Regions from separate parts of the Xenopus laevis genome. Here region 1 is linked to region 2. A link is a contact called in public Hi-C data. All regions are on one chromosome and are shown on one strand. The core of a region is the stretch at or near the end of the contact, and the rest is flanking DNA. Distances in the headings are between cores, read along the strand shown.

The links. Hi-C and Micro-C count contacts between places; a contact is called where the count stands out from the background.
Region 1: a contact with region 2 is called in a Hi-C map of the XL177 cell line, with 3 times the contacts expected there. The contact joins two enhancer-like sites. A contact is called at or near these places in 3 of 4 Hi-C or Micro-C datasets (the XL177 cell line, the XTC cell line and animal cap).

Annotation. Positions count from the first base shown.
Region 1 is chr9_10L:14,848,786-14,853,574 of Xenopus_laevis_v10.1, reverse strand. It overlaps lama5.L (laminin subunit alpha-5), which reads right to left. Exons shown (of 79, transcript XM_041576196.1): 11 at 3,548-3,613; 12 at 2,964-3,104; 13 at 985-1,119; 14 at 421-555. Among protein-coding and RNA genes, the nearest start is that of lama5.L, 46 kb to the right of the region's middle. Within about 2 kb of position 3,259, at least 1 of the 7 cell types and tissues checked has an H3K27ac peak or open chromatin away from gene starts, as enhancers often do.
Region 2 is chr9_10L:14,783,622-14,788,860 of Xenopus_laevis_v10.1, reverse strand. No RefSeq gene overlaps it. Among protein-coding and RNA genes, the nearest start is that of lama5.L, 19 kb to the left of the region's middle. Within about 2 kb of position 3,625, at least 1 of the 7 cell types and tissues checked has an H3K27ac peak or open chromatin away from gene starts, as enhancers often do.

The DNA.
Region 1 (4,789 bases), core at 2,010-4,509, 65 kb before region 2:
AAATAGCGGATCACTGCGCAAGCCAAGCCCACCAAGCACCAAAACCAGCGCACACCATGTAGCAGCGGCAATAAGCATTTGTCATACCCTAAGCTCCATCTACATGCGCTTAGTTATACTAAAGGGAAAGTCAACTGAATTTCCTGCCTGGTCGCTAGGATCCGTGGGACCTTAGCAACCAGAATTCCAAACTGGAGAACTTAAAATGGAACGGAAAAGCAAAATGAAGACCAACTGCAAACTGACACAGAATATCACTGAAAACATTGTACTAAAAGATAACTTTTAGGGTTGACTTTCCCTTTAACAAGATAATGAAGCTGAGAGCGGTAGAGTTTGGCATGCAAATTAACTCTGGGAATTTGATTTAGCCCCCCCCCCCCACCACAATGGCCCAAAAAGTGCAAAACACAGACTCACATGTACAGCTGGGATAGCCATAGTGGCTCGCAGCACACTGATTGCAGGTGGGCCCCGCAAAATTGGGGTGACACTGGCAGTGACCTGTAGGCGTGCAATTATTATCCACAGCACCGCGAGGATCGCAGGAACAAGCTGCAGAAATATAAAGAATTCAATTTTCTACAGCCGAAGAGCATTGGCCATTGAGGTTATGTGGCACTATGGGTAGGGGCCCCTCCAGGAGCCCACGGCAGAGAAACAATAGATTCTGAATGGGGTGTTTCTAACAGAGCAGCTTTGGCGAGTGTAGTGCAACTAGAATGAAAGCAAAAAAATGTGATAAGCCGTTCCAGTGCTGCTGTAATAAATGTAATGATCTGATTGGTTATTTCTAGTGCAGCTGGAATTAAAGCAAACATTCCGTTGGTGTCGCTGGAATAAAAACAAGAAATTGATTGGCTGCTCTCGGCTTCTGGATTGAACCAGACTTTACCCAGACTTTACTCCTTTGGAATGTGGCACCAACATTGGGCGAGGGTCTGGGATCCCAAATAAGAGCTAACATACAGGGGCATGTAGTACCTTGGCAGTAAGGATAGGAGTGATATCCCACAATGCACTGCTCACAGCGTGGACCGTCGTACTCCGGCTTACACAAGCACCGCCCATTGGGGTCACAGCCTTGCGGTAAAGTGCCGACGGGACTGCAACCACATACTGAGAAAAGAGAGGGAAGCACCTGGTTATAAGGAGAGTTCAAACATCCTGAAGGGGGCGCTGTGTTCAGTTTTTAATCTTAAAGGAGACATATAGGATAAATGAAAAAACCCTAATTTTGTAGGCAATTATGAGTATTATATGGTGTTGCTTTTACATGGTGCTAAAAATTAATATTATCTTTAAAAATCACCCCTTTATTGGAGCTCCCTATAGATGTTTTCTGGTCCCTGTCTGTGTTTCAAATGAGGGGCGTATCCTAACAGTCCCTGCCAGAAGCAGAGTAGGAGGGGGACAGCCAATCACAGTCCTGCAGTCACACAAGCACAGAGAGGCTTCAGTTTCCTATCAGGTTCTGCTAGCTGCTGATTGGTTCCTGTCCTACAGTGCAGTGAGCTGAGAACCGCAGAAATCAGGGAATGGGAAGTGGAAGAGAAGGGAGGGATTATTAGGGTTTTTCTAGAAATATTCAATAAATCAGCCGGAAAGACTACTTTTTTAAGCAAAATTCTTCTATATCTAAATGAGTATAATGCACTGGTACGTTTTTATTTTTTACACAATATGTCTCCTTTAATTGCTTCTAAACATGTTACATGAGGGTGGATACGCCTTCTCTATGTACATATATACAATAGAACCCCCATTTTACATCCCCTGATTTTAAGTTTCCATTCATTTTACTGATTTGACATTTTCCTGGATTTTACCCCATTTTTTCTGGTCCCCTGAAAAATGTAAAATGGGGGTTCTACTGTATGTATATATGTATATATATATATATATATATATATATATATATATATATATATATATATATATATATATATATCATACATTATATAACAAGGAGTCAAGATAACCTAGGGGGACGTTATTTTCAGGACGCAGGACTGGGCAGGAAGGATGTAGGACTCACACTGGCACAGGGGATAGTTGTAAAATCCAGGGCCACACTGATCACAAAGAAATCCTTCAAATCCGCTCCGGCACACACACTGTCCACTCTCTTTGTCGCAACTTCCATCCAACACGCCTGGTCCTGAGCACTGACAGTCTGCGAGACAGCGAGGGAATATCAGCCGGGTTACAAACCTCCCACATAGTTTATTCAGATACAGAGCTCAAGGGCTGCTCTCTTTCCCATGGGCAGACAACCTCCACCCGACAACCAATCACCCCTTACCAATCTGATTCTCTGTATTTTACTAGAGGGAGAAATCCCTCTAGGGAGGTGAATCCAGTCTACAACATTACTTACCCAGACACCTACTACTTACTTAGCCACACATATCTCAGTCTCTGTATTATTTCCTCATTCTGGACTGCCCTCTTTCCCACTAACCTCCCCTCGTTAAGGGAATGTAAACTCTCCTGATTACTTGCCAGATAAAGAGTTCTGATCCTCTGTTAATTCCTGTGCCTGAGCTGTTCTCTTTCCCATGGTCAGACAGCAACAGTAAATACAATCACCCCCCTTTTAAATGTATCCAATGACCCCCAGTTTTTACCCTGGTACAGAGCCATTGGTTCCCTTTCTGGGCTGTTCTCTTTCCCTTGGTCATGCAGGGAGGCAGGGCTTAATATAGGAAAGGTAAAGTAAAGCAGTTTAACGCATTTCTTTTGCTTTCAGTGACCCCTAGAAATCAATGTAGTGATGAATCCACCAACCCTGGACCTCTAAATAACCAATACAAGGAGAGTAGCCCAGAGTCATGAAATACACCGAATGACAGCTGATGATTCACTTACCTGAAGGGAAAGTCAAAGTGATCGAGCATCACTGAATGTGGACTTTAAAGTCACTTCTAACAACAGGGCAAATGCTGAATAAATGAACATACCCAAGCAGGTGGGGCCAAAGTATCCGGGGGCGCAGACTTCACACGTATCCCCTTGAAAGTTAGGTTTGCAGACGCAGGCGCCAACAAAAGGGTCCTTGCGGCAAGCGTTCCCCTCCGTCCCAGCAACATGGCAGTCACAGTCTGAGAGAGAAACCTCGTTAGTTCCGGCTCACTGCACCCAAGTGTAACAGCCCCACAAAGTTTCCAGGGGGATCAACCTTTATACAAATTTCCACCAGAGGGCACTGTGGCTGTATTTGTAAAACTACAAGTAACACATTGAGATTCCTTTCTGCTTCATTCATTCCCTCTGCATAGTAATAAGCTTATAGTAAGTCAAGCTGAACAATGACATAAGTCTGGAGTTAGGGATTATCTACCACAAAACAATTTTTAACCTGATGTTGAAACCTCCTTTCCTCCCCACCAATGCATCACTCACCCCCTCTCTTGGTAGGGAATGCCATAAACTTTCCTTTGCTGATGGTGATCTCTCTTTATGTAATTTCCCTGCTTTTACTGGTTAATTTCGTTTCATTGGGATAATAAACTAATAACGGGGTGGGGGTTTGGTTTATACTTACTGATTATTTCTCCAACCGGCCGGAGTTGTTCCCCGGTGCCTCCGCCATTGGGTGGATCTGGAACAGCTGAGACAAGGAGAATGACAGAAAAGCAGAATGAAAACCACAATACCTGCGTGATCTATATCACCCCCTGCTGTCAGATTATAAGAACTAGGGATGGGCAAATTTGACCCGTTTCGTTAAAAATCGCCGCCGGCGAAATGTCGTAGACGCCCATTAAAGTCTATGGGCGTCAAAAAAAATGTTGTCGCGCGGCGAAATTTTTTTGACGCACGCCGCCATACAAGTCTATGGGCGTCGTTTTTTCAGCGAAACAAATCGAAAAAATTCGCCCATCCCTAATAAGAACTGCACACCTGGCAAATTACACATTGAGATATAAATACATACAGGTCCTGTATTGCTAATAAATGTCCCTTTCTTTTACCCAATATCTGATACAGGTATGGGATCTGTTATCCAGAAACCCATTATCTAGAAACCTCCCAATTATAAGAAAACCGTCTCCCATAGACTCCGATTTATCCAAACTATACAAATATTTAAAAACTATTTCTATATAATAATAAAATAGTCGTTTGTACTTGATCCAAACCAAGATATAATTAATCCTTATTGGAAGCAAAACCAGCCTATTAGGTTTATTTAATGTTTACATGATTTTATAGTAGATTTAAATTATGAAGATCCAAGTTATGGAAAGATCTGCCATCCAGAAAACCCCAGGTCCCAAGCATTCTGGTCCAATACCTGTACAGCTAATGATTTACCAGCTGACAATTGTATAACCCCCATCCAATTCCTACCAACCCACTACATTCATATTTAGTCTGATTCGAAGAATATAAAATAAAAAGCCTAAAAAGTAGATGTGGACCTTGAACTATTTGTGTACTGGAACCATACACACTTTTTGCAAAGTTAGTTTAATTTTTTTTTATGTCCTATGATGACTTTGCCTTTCTTCTCTCTCCAGCCTGGGAAATGCTCGAGGCAACCCCCTCAGCAGAGTGATTACGAGACTTGCTTTTTATTGTTATTATAATTTTATTACTCTCATTCATCTCCCAATCTGACATCCAAGTCAGGGCCCGGCTGTGAGGGTCAGCGAGCCCCAAGAAAACTTAAATCAGTTGCAGAGCAACAACAACAACATTTAATATATAAAGGGAACATTACAAAACTGTTAAGGCAAATATGCCCTTTAGCAAATTTAAGGGAGAAGTAATTTGATATTAT
Region 2 (5,239 bases), core at 2,376-4,875:
ACACTATGGGCCTGGTAAATCGCAGATTTCAGCTCCAGAAGTTTGACATAATCACTACACATAGTTTAAAAAACAGGTGTACTTTCCCTTTAAATCTGAAATGTATCTTATGTTTTTCTTTTAGAGTGACAGAATGTAAAAGAAAAAGGGCAGATTATCTTTATGGAATAGATGCAGTTATGAGTGAATGCCTGGCATTCCCTTGTGCTGGGCGCAGCTTTTCTGCTCCGCTCTGGTATATTGTGCAGGGGATGAGAGATTAGGGATGCACTGAATCCAGGAGTCGGTTCAGGATTCGGCCAGGATTCTGCCTTTTTCAGCAGGATTTGGATTCCTTCTGCCCGGCCGAACTGAATCCGGATCCTAATTTGCATATGCAAATTAGGGGCGGGAGGGAAATTGCGTGACTTTTTGTCACAAGGAAGTAGAAAAAAAAATCCTCTTCCCACAACTAATTTGCATATTCAAATTAGGATGTGGATTCGGTAATCTTCAGTGGTTCGGCCGAATCTTTCGCGAAGGATTCGGGGATTCGGCCAAATCCAAAATAGTGGATTCGGTGCATCCCTATGAGAGATACTTTAACGCATACATTGAAGTTTACCTTTACAGAACTTTGCAGCAAATTCTACTTCAATGAATACATGCATTCTCATTAAAGCATATTTTGGGCCATAAGTGCTCTTTTCCAGTTCCTAATAAGCATGCTCTCTGATCTTTATTAATGACTGTAACTATTACAATTCATACATTAGTCACATGGTCTGTGATCTGGCTTACCTAATTTATCTATGGAAATGGGAAATGATATGGCAGCTCCCTTCATAAACGGGGGGGTTTATGTCCATCATTTCCTTTCTTGCTGTTGTCACATATGGATTTTGATAAATGTCCATTTCAGCCTCAAAAGAATTTGAAACATTCAAAATATGTAGTGACTTTCTGCAATTCAGGATCATTTTTTTTGGGGGGGGGAGTAATTTCTTTTTGCAAACTCCAACGTTATTATGCTTGTTATGGCTCAAAACAGGTGAAGTTCCAACCATTACCAAGCCACCCTGGAAATGACGCCATTCCTTCCCCCACCCCCGCTTTTATTAGCGGGGTCCTGCCTTGTTTTAGGGGGGCAAGATGGATGGGCCAGGGGATGAAATATGTTTCCTTCTGCAGATTGCTGGAGGGGGAAAGTCAGATTTGGAATTTGGTAACAGCTGGCGGAATGAAATCCCCTCTGAGTGAGGGAAAATTCTGTAATATCCATATCCTCCAACTGTATGCGATCTCCTGGGATGTCATTCCTCACCCCCAGCCAAAATGTAGGAATGATGGAATCCCATGGAAAAGATTCTGCAGCAACCCGGGGTAGCATGGAAATACACCGACCCCTCTGCTTTCATTTACCCACAGAAATAGGGATTGGTAGCACTAGATAGGTACCTAATATATAAGGACAGAGACAAGGGAAAGTGTTGGAAGGGTTACTGACTGCTCTGCTCTCATTTCCCTACAGAAATAGGGATTGGTAACACTAGATAGGTACCTAATATATAAGGACAGAGACAAGAGGAAAGTGTTGGAAGGGTTACTGTCTGCTCTGCTCTCATTTCCCTACAGAAATAGGGATTGGTAGCACTAGATAGGTACCTAATATATAAGGACAGAGACAAGAGGAAAGTGTTGGAAGGGTTACTGTCTGCTCTGCTCTCATTTCCCTACAGAAATAGGGATTGGTAGCACTAGATATATATATCTAATATATAAGGACAGAGACAAGAGAAAGTGTTGGAATCAAAATTGTTATCCATTTAACATGTTGAATAAATCATGTATAAATGATCCTGCATTCAGTGAATTGTTTATAATATTTTTGGTTTGCGGCCAGGGTTAAGGGGCTGCAAGTATGCTCCCTTAGGATATTTATGGCCCAGCTGAAAAAGAACAAGAGATTATTAGAAATCATCATTGACGCCAGAGCTCAGCTTATTCCAAGAATTTGCTCTGTAATTTGCAGGCTGCTCGTTATTAGAATAAAGTCACAACAACAGCTTCAAGATTGGAACCACCTTTCCATAGTGTACTTTCATCTGAAGTAGAAGTTGCTATCCAGTCCATATTAGTATTTATAGATATTAAAGGGGACCTGTCACCCTAAGAAATAATTTCAAATTCTTTTCAATCATGTTAGTTGAGCAAAATAAACTTTACTTACACTGTATTTATTATTTAAATTTTGTTTCCTTCTGTCTTGCAATTATACAATCACAGCAAGCAGGCAGCAGCCATTTTGTGGACACGGTTATTAAGGGAAATTGTGTATCACCCCAAAATCTTGTGTATGCACCAGAATGGGGGACCTAATGTCCATGTGCAGTGCCCTACACAATTACAGAGCCTGAGGAGGGAAGGGGGAATGTGGGGAGAGCAGTGACATGTAGGAAGTGCTGAATGGAAAGTGAAAGTAATTGACTGCCCCTCCTCTATGCCACGGGCATAGAGGCGGGGCAGGTAATATTTGATTGACAGTTTCGATATTTAAACACCTTTATAACAGGTATGGATGTTTTAATGAAAAATTTTTTGGGGGTTTCATATTTAATTTGCAAAGGACTTTCATTATGCAGCTTTTTATGTGTAGGTGACAGGTCCACTTTAATGAACGGGCATCTACCGATGGTGAGCCTGCACATACTTCTGGGGTCATTTCTTAACAAAATAGGTAAAATGAGAGCAGAACAGGCAGTAACCCTTCCAACTCCTTGTCTCTGTCCTTATATATTAGGCACCTATCTAGTGCTACCAATCCCTATTTCTGTAGGGAAATGAGAGCAGAGCAGACAGTAACCCTTCCAACACTTTCCTCATGTCTCTGTCCTTATATATTAGGCACCTATCTAATGCTACCAATCCCTATTTCTGTAGGGAAATGAGAGCAGAGCAGACAGTAACCCTTCCAACACTTTCCTCTTGTCTCTATCCTTATATATTAGGTACCTATCTAGTGCTACCAATCCCTAATTCTGTAGGGAAATGAGAGCAGAGCAGACAGTAACTTCCCTGATATGTTACCTACACTTTCTGGATATAAGGGCCCCTTGTCCCTGTTACAGGAGTCCTGGGGCAGAACAATATAGTAATTATGACAGAATTTAATGACTTGTACTCTATGAGGAGAGAAAGAGCAAATTATAATAACTTGCAGCGCCGGTGAAACCAGATGAAGAAGGAAATGAAAAAAGCCCAATGTTCAGTGAATGAGTGACGGGAGAGAGAATTCCTGGCATTCTGGGAGGGAGTGGGGGGGCAGAAGGCACCAGGTGGCGCTACTTTGATTGAACCGGGGGAGTGGCGAGTCCAGCTGGTTTGTGATAGAGGCCCTTTCTCTTATCTCGGTTCTCACACTTTAGGGACTGAGGTTGGCTTATGGTAAGAGAAAACATTCATCAGGTGCCCCCCACATTCATAGTGGCCCCTTAGGGAGAACATATAGTTCTTTGTTACAAGTGGTGCTTTGTAACTTCTCCCCTTGCTACACTATAAACAGGTCAGGATTTCCTTCTTCAGCGCCCCCAGGCTGCCATGTCCTAGCGCCACCCGCTTTCGTGCCCCCCACCGCGAGCACACACACTTGTGCCGGATCACTTGATAACTGCGGCTCCTTAGTGCTTCCTAGAATGCGGCTGGGCAGAATGCCGCACCTAAAATTTTGCTGCCCTGGACCACAAATCTGGGCCTGACTATAGAGAATGAGGAATAATAGAGGCTATTTAGAATTTATCCCACTACAAATCCCAGCACTGCCCGACAAGCCTATACAATTTGCAACCACTATTTGTACTGTTTTTCCACTTAAGGTTGCCAATGGCCATAGATGTTACAATTACGATCCAACATTTTTCGTGCCATGGTGGTGGGTCATTTAGTCCATCGGACAGGTTAAAAGATTTCTGTTGGCTAACGATAGGATCTCTGCATGCATTGCCTATCTGACTATATCAATGGGAGATTGTAACTACTATTTGTTGGACATAACTTTTGTTCGATTGCTATCTGTCAATTAATGGCCCAAGCAATCTGTGATTGGTTCTTCTTTGTACTACTTTATATTAATCTGAATGCTTAAGGTCCCCATACACTGAGAGATCCGCTCGTTTGGCAATGTCGCCAAACGAGCGGATCTCCCTCCGATATGCCCACCTTGAGGTGGGCAATATCGTGCTGATCCGATCGTGGGCCCTAGGGCCCAACGATCGGATCCTAACGATGCCTTAACGGGCGGTCGGATCGCGGGACCGCATCAGCGAATAGATGCGGCCGCGATCCGACGGGATTTTCTGGTGAAGCCCGTCGGGGGGCCCCATACACGGGCCAATAAGCTGCCGACACGGTCTGTCGGCAGCTTTTATCGGCCCGTGTATGGCCACCTTAAATTGTGGGTTGGGAGATTGCATCGATCGTTTGTAGGACATAAGGACATATCTACACTCTTCAGCCAGCAGACAACACTGTACTGTATGTATAGCTGTTCCACATACTGAAATCAATAGGCCAGTTTTCAAAAGGCTACTCCAGGGTAGGCTAGTGCCTCGGACGTGCCCATAGCCTGTAGGGTAGCAAGGGTTCCCAGAAAATGGCGTTTTAACTTGAAACAAGTTCTTTTCCATGTAAGAGCTCCCATTGGATGCCTAACATAACTGCACCAGCGGCCGTTTATACAGCGCAGTTGGGTAACACTAACACTTCCAAACAACAGAAGCCTTAGCTCATTAATCATGTTAAAGGCAACACTCCCCTATGTATGCTGGAGATATACCAGACCCATGCATTAAAATCCTGTGCTCCTGGCTTTCCTCCCTCTAATGCACATATCCCAGGCCCTGGCCAAAGCCATGGAGTCTCATTAAGTAAATACAGTCATTAATAATGTTCTTTGCAGCAAGATAAATGGCAGAGATTTCCTATACTTCTGTATTATAAAAGTTTAGTGGTTTTCTTTGCTCCACAGCAGCTTGACCTTCTTACATGATATGTTGAACAGGTGTGAATAGACCCCCTTGTATATTTTAACCAGTTTCTGTAATCACAAATAGGTTGTGTGTATTTGTGTGTATGAGGTGTATGAGGTGTGTATAACAAATCTAATGAATTCCTGCCCCTTCTTGTTAAACAGGGGATTGAGGGGAACCTCAAAATAGATGTGGAGGCTTGGTGGTGGATCAAGTGGATTGTACTGATCCATTCT